Regions from separate parts of the Urocitellus parryii genome. Here region 1 is linked to region 2. The links are chromatin contacts, called in public Hi-C maps. All regions are on one chromosome and are shown on one strand. The core of a region is the stretch at or near the end of the contact, and the rest is flanking DNA. Distances in the headings are between cores, read along the strand shown.

Region 1 (4,652 bases), core at 772-3,271, 710 kb before region 2:
TTTCTCTGCATGGAATGTTCTTCTAGTAGCTAGCCTTTTCGCTAATGCCTGCCTCCTCCAAAGTTTGCTGACATGACACCTCCTCAATGGGACCTACTCTGACCTTCACCCACTTTGATACTAGGTTCTTCCCCATCCCATTACTGAGTGCCATCTATACTATATACCCGACTCACTATGGCTCTAGATCACTACCTTTCATTCCAAGGTAGAAATTAAGCTCAGAGGTGCATAGCATTTGTTGAAAAAGGTCTGGTCATACTCACCATACTTTAGTTCACAGATCTGGCTATCTTTCTTCTTTAGCTTCTCACATATCTTCTCCACAGGGATGTGGTGGGCCAGGGGCTTGGATACCTCATTGATGATCTTGGTGGCTGCATCATCTGTGGCCCCTATGTAGTAACACTACAGCAAGAAAGGACAACAGTCTTCAGGGTGGCACTTAACATTTCTCTCTGTCAGAGCCTCATTTTGGGTCTTAACATATGCTCGGTCTCAACTAAAAGCCACCAGATGAATTCAGAAGTCACCAGGGTTCAAAACTTTAGAGAGAAAAACAAACCAGAGACTGCCACAAAGATTAAAAGATAAAAAAGCCACTCCTCCATGGGGCTCTTGTCCTTGAAGCAGTCCTGGCTCACTCTGCAGGTATCCTGTTAATTTCTGTCCTCACACATACCATGCTCTTTCAAGCCTCAACACTCACACTGGCTGTCTCCTCTGCCTGGGATGATTCTATTCCACTTTGATGATGACCCTTCCCTCACTGATTGTTCTATCTAATCAGCATCCTCCCACCACTGAATGATCCTGGTCTCTCTTCTACATGATACCCATTTGCTGCACTGTTTGTCAGTCATTTTTCTACCCTGATGTGCCTACCTCACAGTAAGTGCTTAATAAATACTAATAAGATAAAAATATTACGCCTGAAAAATACATGCCACTTGGGTGAGGTCAAAGGCACTTCACTCCCACATTAGTTTTCAGACAGAATAGCTGGCCCACAGTGAAGTGGAAGATAAACATGAGCCAGGGCCAGCAGAGAAGGGTCACCAGCTACTCACCAACCGATTCTCTTTGCCTCTTGCTTCACGGCAGAACTTTATAAGTTCTTTTTCAATAGTGGCTGGTGAGAATGTGACATCTCTATCTTTGAGGTCCTGGTAAAATCTTCCCAGAAAAGAAATACAAACTGGAAAAGAGAGGGAAGGGAGATGCTCAGCAATCACCAAATCGTCTCCCCATTCCAACAGGAAGAAACTCTTACAGGACACACAGACACACATCATTAGAGGTCTTTCCATCACTGTTTTTCTCTCAGGTACCCACAGGTGGACAGAACCCTGCTTCATGTTGCTGGGGTTTCTTTGTACACTCAGAGCATGCGAGAAACAAGCATCACACCCAGTGACCCACAAATGATTCTTCCCTGCTCTTTCATCAAGTTAAGCCGAAAGTGAACACGTGTCCTTGAGACGGGGCTCACTATGACCTCATAAATGGATAGACTGGAGGCTGAAGAGAAACAAACAAAATGCTGCTCTTTTCCACGTACACCACCAAAACCCGAGGTGCAGTTTCGAAAGGCCAACAGATTGGCGCGGTACAGAGGACCGGCCTTTGGGGTCTTGGACCCGGGACGCTCCTGGGAATCTCTTAACAATAATGGGAAGGGACAAAAACTCCGACGTGATGTGGACTTCAGGCCAATTTCTTTGTACGAGCTAGTCTCCACTTGTTTTCATCCGACCAGTGTTTTCTAGGCCTGGGAAATATTTTCTAGGCCTTTCCTCTGGTGGACCCCGCTGGGAACAGCCGCAGTCTCCCCCGCCCGCTCGATAATTTGTTGGGTTCAACGCCGTCGCGAAGCCGATCATTGTGTGCAGACCCCGGCCCCCCGCACCTTCGCAGTCGCCTGGCCGCAGCGCCCCGCTGCCTGGCAGTACGCTCAGGGCCAGCGCCACCGCCAGCCCGTGCGTAGCCCACATCCTCCTCCGCCGCTGCCGCCCGGACTGAACCGCACCCGCCGCGCTGCGCCGCCTTGGGGTACTTGCCGCACGCCGGAGCTTTCCATTGGCGGACAGCCCCCGCGCCCTCCCACATGCCGCGTTCTCATTGGTCCACATGCCATAGAGCCCAGACGGGCGGCTCCACGCTGCCCTTCCCCATTGGCTGGTGGTGTCTTGGCCCTAGACAGTTGTCGGCTTCCGATTGAACCTTAGCGGTCCACAGGAAGTAGCTGCGGCCGCCTCGGAAGCTGCATGGACAGCCATATTGGATAGGGGCAGCTGCCTTAGCTGTTGCTGGAGCTGTGGGCGGAAGTAGGGTCTGGCTGCCTCCCAGCGTCATACTAAATTGTCCTGCATTTCACTTGTACTTGTCCCCACGCCCGCCCGAGAAACGCTGCGGATCTCCCTAACAGGAGCCCGGACTCGTGGTGCAGGGTCAGGAGTTCTAGGGTCAGCCGAGACTCAATAGATCAAGTAGGGTTGAACAGCCGCAGACAAGACAATTATTATTTTTCCCTTCTTGTTTTGAACAGTCACGTGGGTGAGGGAACCAACCTCTGGGAGTCCGCTGAGGCTCAGGCACCCGCCTGCCCGCCCCAGCTGGCTGAAACCTGCCTTGTCCAGGGTGGGACGGACTGTAGGTTCCCCCTGGAGGAAGGGCTCGGAGCCCATCAACCCCCGCTCATCCCGAGGCTTTGGTGTCGCCTCAGTGTGGTGGCTACGGGGCTTAGGAGGTTTGTCCTCCACTTTTGGAAGCGATGTGCATTTCCTCACAAGCTCCCGACGCATGCTTGAGCACGCTGGCCCGCCTGCTTTCCAGCTGAGCCATCAAGGCCCTTGGCTATCGAGCTACTTCCCGAGTGGGGTCCCGTGGGTCGACTGACAAGCACCAGAGGATGTGTCCTCCTGGGCTGCCCTGCTTCCAAGGCTTGGCTACCTGTCCTTGAAGGTAGGACGCGGTAAGGGCTGGCTCAGTGCTGAAAGGAGACATCTTTGGGGCTAAAAGGGCTTGGAGCCCAGTGGCAAGGGTTGGAGAAGGGCACTTGTGCTGCTCCCATTCAGTGAATTCAGTGGATCAGTATCAGGTATTCATCTTTAATTAACATCACAGCAGTCAAGGGAGTGGGAAAAGGGGGAAAAGTCAAAGTGGCAGTTATTTACATCTAAAATTCACATTACTTCTTGGATTTAGAACATGCTACCACAATATATACAGTAACTCTTGGGACACTGGTACAAATTTTTTTTTTCTTTTAACTTTGCTTTTCTGGTACAGGTAAGATCATTTTTAAATCATTTTTTCTTTAGACATAAATACACAAAAGAAATGGTTAGTAGTGTTCTTGTTTTAAATAAGCACAGAATGCCAGAGGTTAAAAACATTTATAGGACTGATAACCAATTGGACATCACAGTCTATACATTTTTTGCTCAAATTCCTGTACAAATACACAGCATTCAAATAAGTATTTACAAATAAGCTTGAAAGAATGAAAATCACTATTTCACAATCTTTTCAAAGAATTTTCATCTCTCATCTCCCATTTCCCCTCAGACTGGCTGACTCTCCAACAAAAAGGTTTCAGAATGTGTCCATTTCATCCAGTTAGGGAAAATGGAGAGGGAAAACATGAGTTTGTTTCACCTTCCATAAAGCAAGGCCAACAAACTTACACTTCTCTCCCAACATCCTGTGCCATCAAGTAGAGAAGGTAGATGTTCTTATGTGATGACTGCTTTATCCAGGAACTGAGGTTCTGAAGTGCCTGAAAATCTGATGTCCTCTTACCTTAGAATCAAATTCAAACCAAGTCCCTGACCATTTAACATTAATGATCCCCAGATGTCCCAGAGATTGAAGGCTGCAAGTGAATCTAGGTTCAGGCCTCTCCTTTAAACTGTGGACTGCCTTGACTGACCCCCAACCTGGGCCAGCCTTCTGCCCCACTTGGCCTGGATTAATCCTGATGGTATCAGAAAAGCCCCACACTGGTGTTAATGCCCAGATGCTATGAAGGTAACTGGGTCTTCTATCTTTCCCTATAGTTTACTTGCTGGCATTTCTGTTAAACAAGTTGGCACTTGTTTCCAAGAGAAAAACACCCTGACCATGGCATTTTCTGTTTGAAAAGAGGGGCTGAGGAGAATGAACGAGGACCTAGAACCCAGAACCTGGTCATGAAGGCCAGATAGGCCAGTAAAAGAGGAACTGGGGGTAACATGCCTTAACAAGGAGAAGGCAGTCTTGTGACCATCATAATGTGACCCAAGCAAATGAAAGAAAAAGTTTTGTCTCAAGACAGTTTTTTTTTTTTTAAGTAACTGAGAAGCACCCTGGTAAAATACTACTATACCCACCCCACCCTATCCACCCCCAAATAATACATTGAGAGGAAAATCAGTGCCCTGATCTGAAAGAGTTTACTATAAAGACAGCACTGTGGCCTGCCAAACAGACTGGGGAGGCTGGAGAAACTGTCTTCCTGCTTGCCCTGAACCCTGAGTGGTGGTCCCCATGGGCCTGGAGCAGGGGCGCTATACTTGGCCACTTAGGAGATGATGATTTCTACCTGTATGGTTCTCTGCTTCCATAAGGAGAAGTTCCTTTCCACCTTTTTTACACAGAAGCTTGCTGAA
Region 2 (4,314 bases), core at 1,420-3,919:
TGTGCCCTAAAAATGTCTCATGGCTTCTCCAAACTTCCCCATAGCTGACCCCAATCTTCGGGGATGGTGAGTATGCCCAGCTGAGTAGGGAATTTGAGACTCTGTAACTTTTTTGGGGGGAAGGGGGCAAGAACAGGAAGGAGCTGGGGAGAGGGCCACATCTAATGCCTCTCCCCTTTGAGGATCAATGTAGGGCCAGGTCCCGAAAGTCCTAAGCCAGTAACCCCAGCCATGCTTACCTATAATCTAAAGAGCTAGAAGGAAACTCATTTTAGGCCTGCCCCAGTTCCCAGCCCAGGATAGGGAGATCACTGAGGCCCTAGTTCCAAGAGGAGATACTATGGAAGTTGATACAATCAGAAGTTCCCCCAAGTCACCTGTCAGATTCATCATCTACACAGAAAGGGCCAGGCTTAGTCCTACTTAAAGCTGATACTACTGTGGCCTACCACCTCACCCCTGCCTTGTTTACAGCATGTGGATCATACAAGGACAGCTCAGAGTTCAGTCCTGACTCCCAGGACCAAAGTCTTGGTATGGATAATAAGTTCTCTGGCCTCAGTCAGTTCCACACCCACTCAGACTACCTCCTACCCTAGCACAGGTGGAAGGGCTAAATGGGTGCCAAGGAGAAGATGAAGGCTCATTTCTCATTCTCTTGTACCCATTGGCCCTCAGAAGAGCCACTTTTTTCCTGAGGTATTAAGAGAATCCCCTCCTTGGTCCTCCAAAAGTCCCTCTCTCCATTCCACTGTTGAGTTAGTAGGCAAAGAATGCCTGCGGCCTAGCCCTACCAGCCCAGCCCTTATTGGCCCCAGACTCATGCTCATGATTCCCTACAGGGCCACTATCTGCCCCAATGCCCCTGGGAAAAATACAAAGAGCTGAGCCCAGGTTCCTGCTCAGATACTTGCAGATATTGTGCCCTAAAAATGTCCCATACCTCTCCAAACCTATACAGGCCCTTTACCAAGTACTTTACATGCATCTTCTCAGTTTGAGCTTAAAACTCCTGTTCTTTCCCCCCCTGAACAAAGGCATAAACCTGGCTTCAAAAGTCTAGGATATTGTCCAAGGTCACAAAGCTGGCAAACACAGGGCAGAGATTAGAGCCACATCTCTAGTACTCTGTACTCAGGCTCGTAATCACAACTTGTAAAATGGGAAAACTTTTTGCTGTACATCTAACTTGCAGAAGCCACTCTCCCCCATCCAGGTGCCACTGGCATGAACCGCAGATGAGTCAAATTCCCAATGATAGCAGATTCAAGTGATTCTGGGTATGAGCAGGATCCTGGGCCAGAACTGTGTGTCTTAAGCCAGAATCAGGTAATTAGATCAGTCACTCCAAGACTTCCACCTCCATTTCACTTAGATCAGTGTGCCAGGCCTCCAGGGAGCCTATAGTACGACAACATGGCTAAAAGAATAGGCCACTCTCTACACAGGAAGCAGGATAGGTTGGGCTTGGGGTAGGACTGGTGACTCATCAGGAGCCCAGCAGAAGCCCCCTGCCCTAAGGAGTGATGGGCCTTGCCCACTAACCAGCCCTGAGAGGCTACTACCACTCCTACCCAGGGCAATAAGGAGGAAGCAGCCCCATCCCAAGCAAGGTGGGTGCTCAGTGTCAGAGGGAAACTCAGACCCATCCCAGACACAGAAGCTTCTCTTTGGGGAATTCAAGCTGAATGGGTCTCCCTTGGGCCTGAACACATAGGCCCAGCCAGAACTAGAGTCCCAGGCCACTCCTTCCCTCCTTCCGGGTGCAACAGCTCTACCCATACTGACTCCACCCCTTGCTAACTGGGACACCCTGAGCTTAGCTAGGATAAGCCTCTGTTTCCCCATTTGTGAAGCAGGGAGAACTAACCTTAACCTTACAGAAGAGTACAAGGGTGAAACATAACGCTGAGCATAGGAAGCCGAACGGGAACCTGGACATAAGTGAAACAGGTCTCTATTACTGAACCCTCCAGGTCACCCCAGGCCTCAGTGAGGGGTCACTAACCTTCAGGGCACACTTCTGCCCAGTGCGCCGGTGGAAGCACTCCAGCACCTTGCCGTTCACACCCAGGCCCAGCACCTGCTTGGATAACTGGTAGTCATCTGTCACCGCGTATTTCTTGGGCTCCCGCCGCCCCCCGAGGGCCGGAGCAACCCCCAAGCCTGGTCCCCCGAGTGCACCTGGAGGGGGCACAGGAGCCCCCTGCTCCTCTGCTGTCTCGACATCCATGGCCCCCGCGGGGCTCTCAGGGGCGGCCCCAGCCTGGCGCGTCCAGGGGCACCTGGGAGAAAGGGAAAGAGTAACTCCCCACCCAGACTTTTCCAACACACCCCAGCCTAGGAGTGCCTGAGCTGTTCTGGGGACAAGCTGGGAATGCGAGGCAGGCGAAGCTCCTGAGAGAACTGGCGTGCAGGAGGAGGCGGTGGTCCCTCAGCCAGACTTAAGCTAATCTCTCCCAAGCACGTGTCAAGAGAAGAAGTTGGGTGCCCAGTGGCTGCAAAGTCCTGAGAGTGGGTCGCACTGGAGGCAAGGGAGGCATACCTGACGACGGCGTACCTGGCAGCAAGGCACTTGACGGCGGCGCAGGTAAGACGGACAGGGGCAGCAATCGCGGGAGCCGCCGGCTGAGGGGCGCCCTGGGCCGAGAGTCGAGCCGCCCGCGGCCCACGTGACGTCCCGCGCGTCACACGGACTTGGGGCCCCGCTAGGTCAGCCTTAAAGGGCCAGGCGGGCCCCGGCCAGACTAGACACAACAAGAGCCCCTGTCAGGCCCCGCCCCAGGGCCGGGAGAAAATAGGGGGCGTGATTTCCTGAAGGGGCCGGTAACCGTCCTGGAGCAGCGGACCCCTGCACGAGCTCTCCAGCCCCAGATTTTAAACCGCGACCTAGAAAGTGACAGCACAAGACATCTTGTTTCTCTTGAAGCTTCTACTCGAGTCGAATGTTCTCTCTATGCTTCCAGGCGGCCCTGCAGTATGGCTTGCTAGGCTTCCAGCTTCCCTTGGTTCTGGCTAACCGCCCTCCACCCCAGTAACCAACTTCTTAATTTTTGCCAGCTCGGAGAGGAAAGGGGCATCTCTTTGATTCGGGACTCTCTAGTCCTTGCAGCTCTTGGCCTTTTTCCTGCACTGGCTACTGCCCCCTTCTGTGCACTTCCTACTTATATCCTTGGCTCATTTTCTCCTTTGCTATATAGCGTTGTTGGACCAGAAATTTTTATTTTCCACTTGATCACGCATCAACTTTTTACTTTATGATTCGGGATTTTGATGTGGTGTTTAAAAACGCTTCTCCATCCCAGCGACTCCAGAGGCTGATGCAGGAGGATCCCAAGCTCGTGGCCAACCTCAGCAACTAGGCAAGAACTTCAACTTAGCTAGACCCTGTCTCAAAATAAAAAAGGCTGGGGATGTAGCTTACACGTACAGCGCCCCTAGGTTCAATCCCCAGTACCAAAAATAAAAATAAAATCTTCCCTCACCCCAGTGACATATGCTCTATTGCCTCTTAGTTTTCCTTTCCACGTTTAGCCCTCTACTTCATTCTGAGCTCATCTTAACCTACCTTAGGTATTTTGAGCCAGTTTTTCCAACTCAGTCTCTCATATTACAGAGAAAACTGAGACTGCCAGAGAGGAAACGACTTGTCTAGAGTCACAGAAAATGTGGCTGTGGATGTCTCCTGGGTGAATCCGCATTTCCCCACTCCAGTATCCCCGAATCCCAGCCCAAACCTGAAAGCTGAGGGACCCTAAAGAAAGCTACTTCTCTGTGAAGTCTGAAAAGGTGAGGATCCAGGCAGGGTCTCTGTACGGGGCACTTCTGCCATCTACAGGCCATCCTTAGGACTGCATGCTCTGCGACCCGGTCCCACCCAAGCCATTCTTATCCGGGCTTCAGAATTGAGGCCTAACTCCACAGCTTCCCACAACACGCATACACATACACATACACATACACGCGCGGGCGAACACACACGAACCTGCAGTGCATGCTCCTCAGAGCAGTAGCTCCCACAGAGCAGAAACTTGGTATCCTCCTGTTTGTGCAACAACATCCTGCATCTCTGACAACCATTCTGTGAGGAACAAAGTGAGTGAGCCAAGGGTTCTACAACTATTGATAGGCACGCTCTATGTGCATGTTTTGAGTGGGGATAGGAGCTTGGGGGCTCTGCCCCTGTCTCCTCCAGGTGACCTTCAATTCAGAGAAACAGGGGTCCCCAGGGAAGGGCTTCAGCCGACCATGACTGAACACTCCTTGATACCCTGAACACTTCTCAGATGCTGGGAAGACGCTCTTTCTGGACAC

Evidence for each region. Hi-C and Micro-C count contacts between places; a contact is called where the count stands out from the background.
Region 1: a Hi-C map of muscle shows a contact between it and region 2, with 4 times the contacts expected there. The contact joins the promoter of Manf here to the promoter of Mapkapk3 in region 2. A contact is called at or near these places in 2 of 2 Hi-C or Micro-C datasets (liver and muscle).

The regions. Positions count from the first base shown.
Region 1 is chr2:94,010,608-94,015,259 of mUroPar1.hap1, reverse strand. Manf (mesencephalic astrocyte derived neurotrophic factor) reads right to left here and starts at 2,021. Exons shown (of 4, transcript XM_026383951.2): 1 at 1,910-2,021; 2 at 1,071-1,198; 3 at 267-408. The coding sequence starts at 1,994. LOC144250574 (a long non-coding RNA gene) reads left to right here and starts at 2,596. Exons shown (of 4, transcript XR_013342513.1): 1 at 2,596-2,964.
Region 2 is chr2:93,299,548-93,303,861 of mUroPar1.hap1, reverse strand. Mapkapk3 (MAPK activated protein kinase 3) reads right to left here and starts at 2,669. Exons shown (of 11, transcript XM_026383979.2): 1 at 2,561-2,669; 2 at 2,009-2,285. The coding sequence starts at 2,233.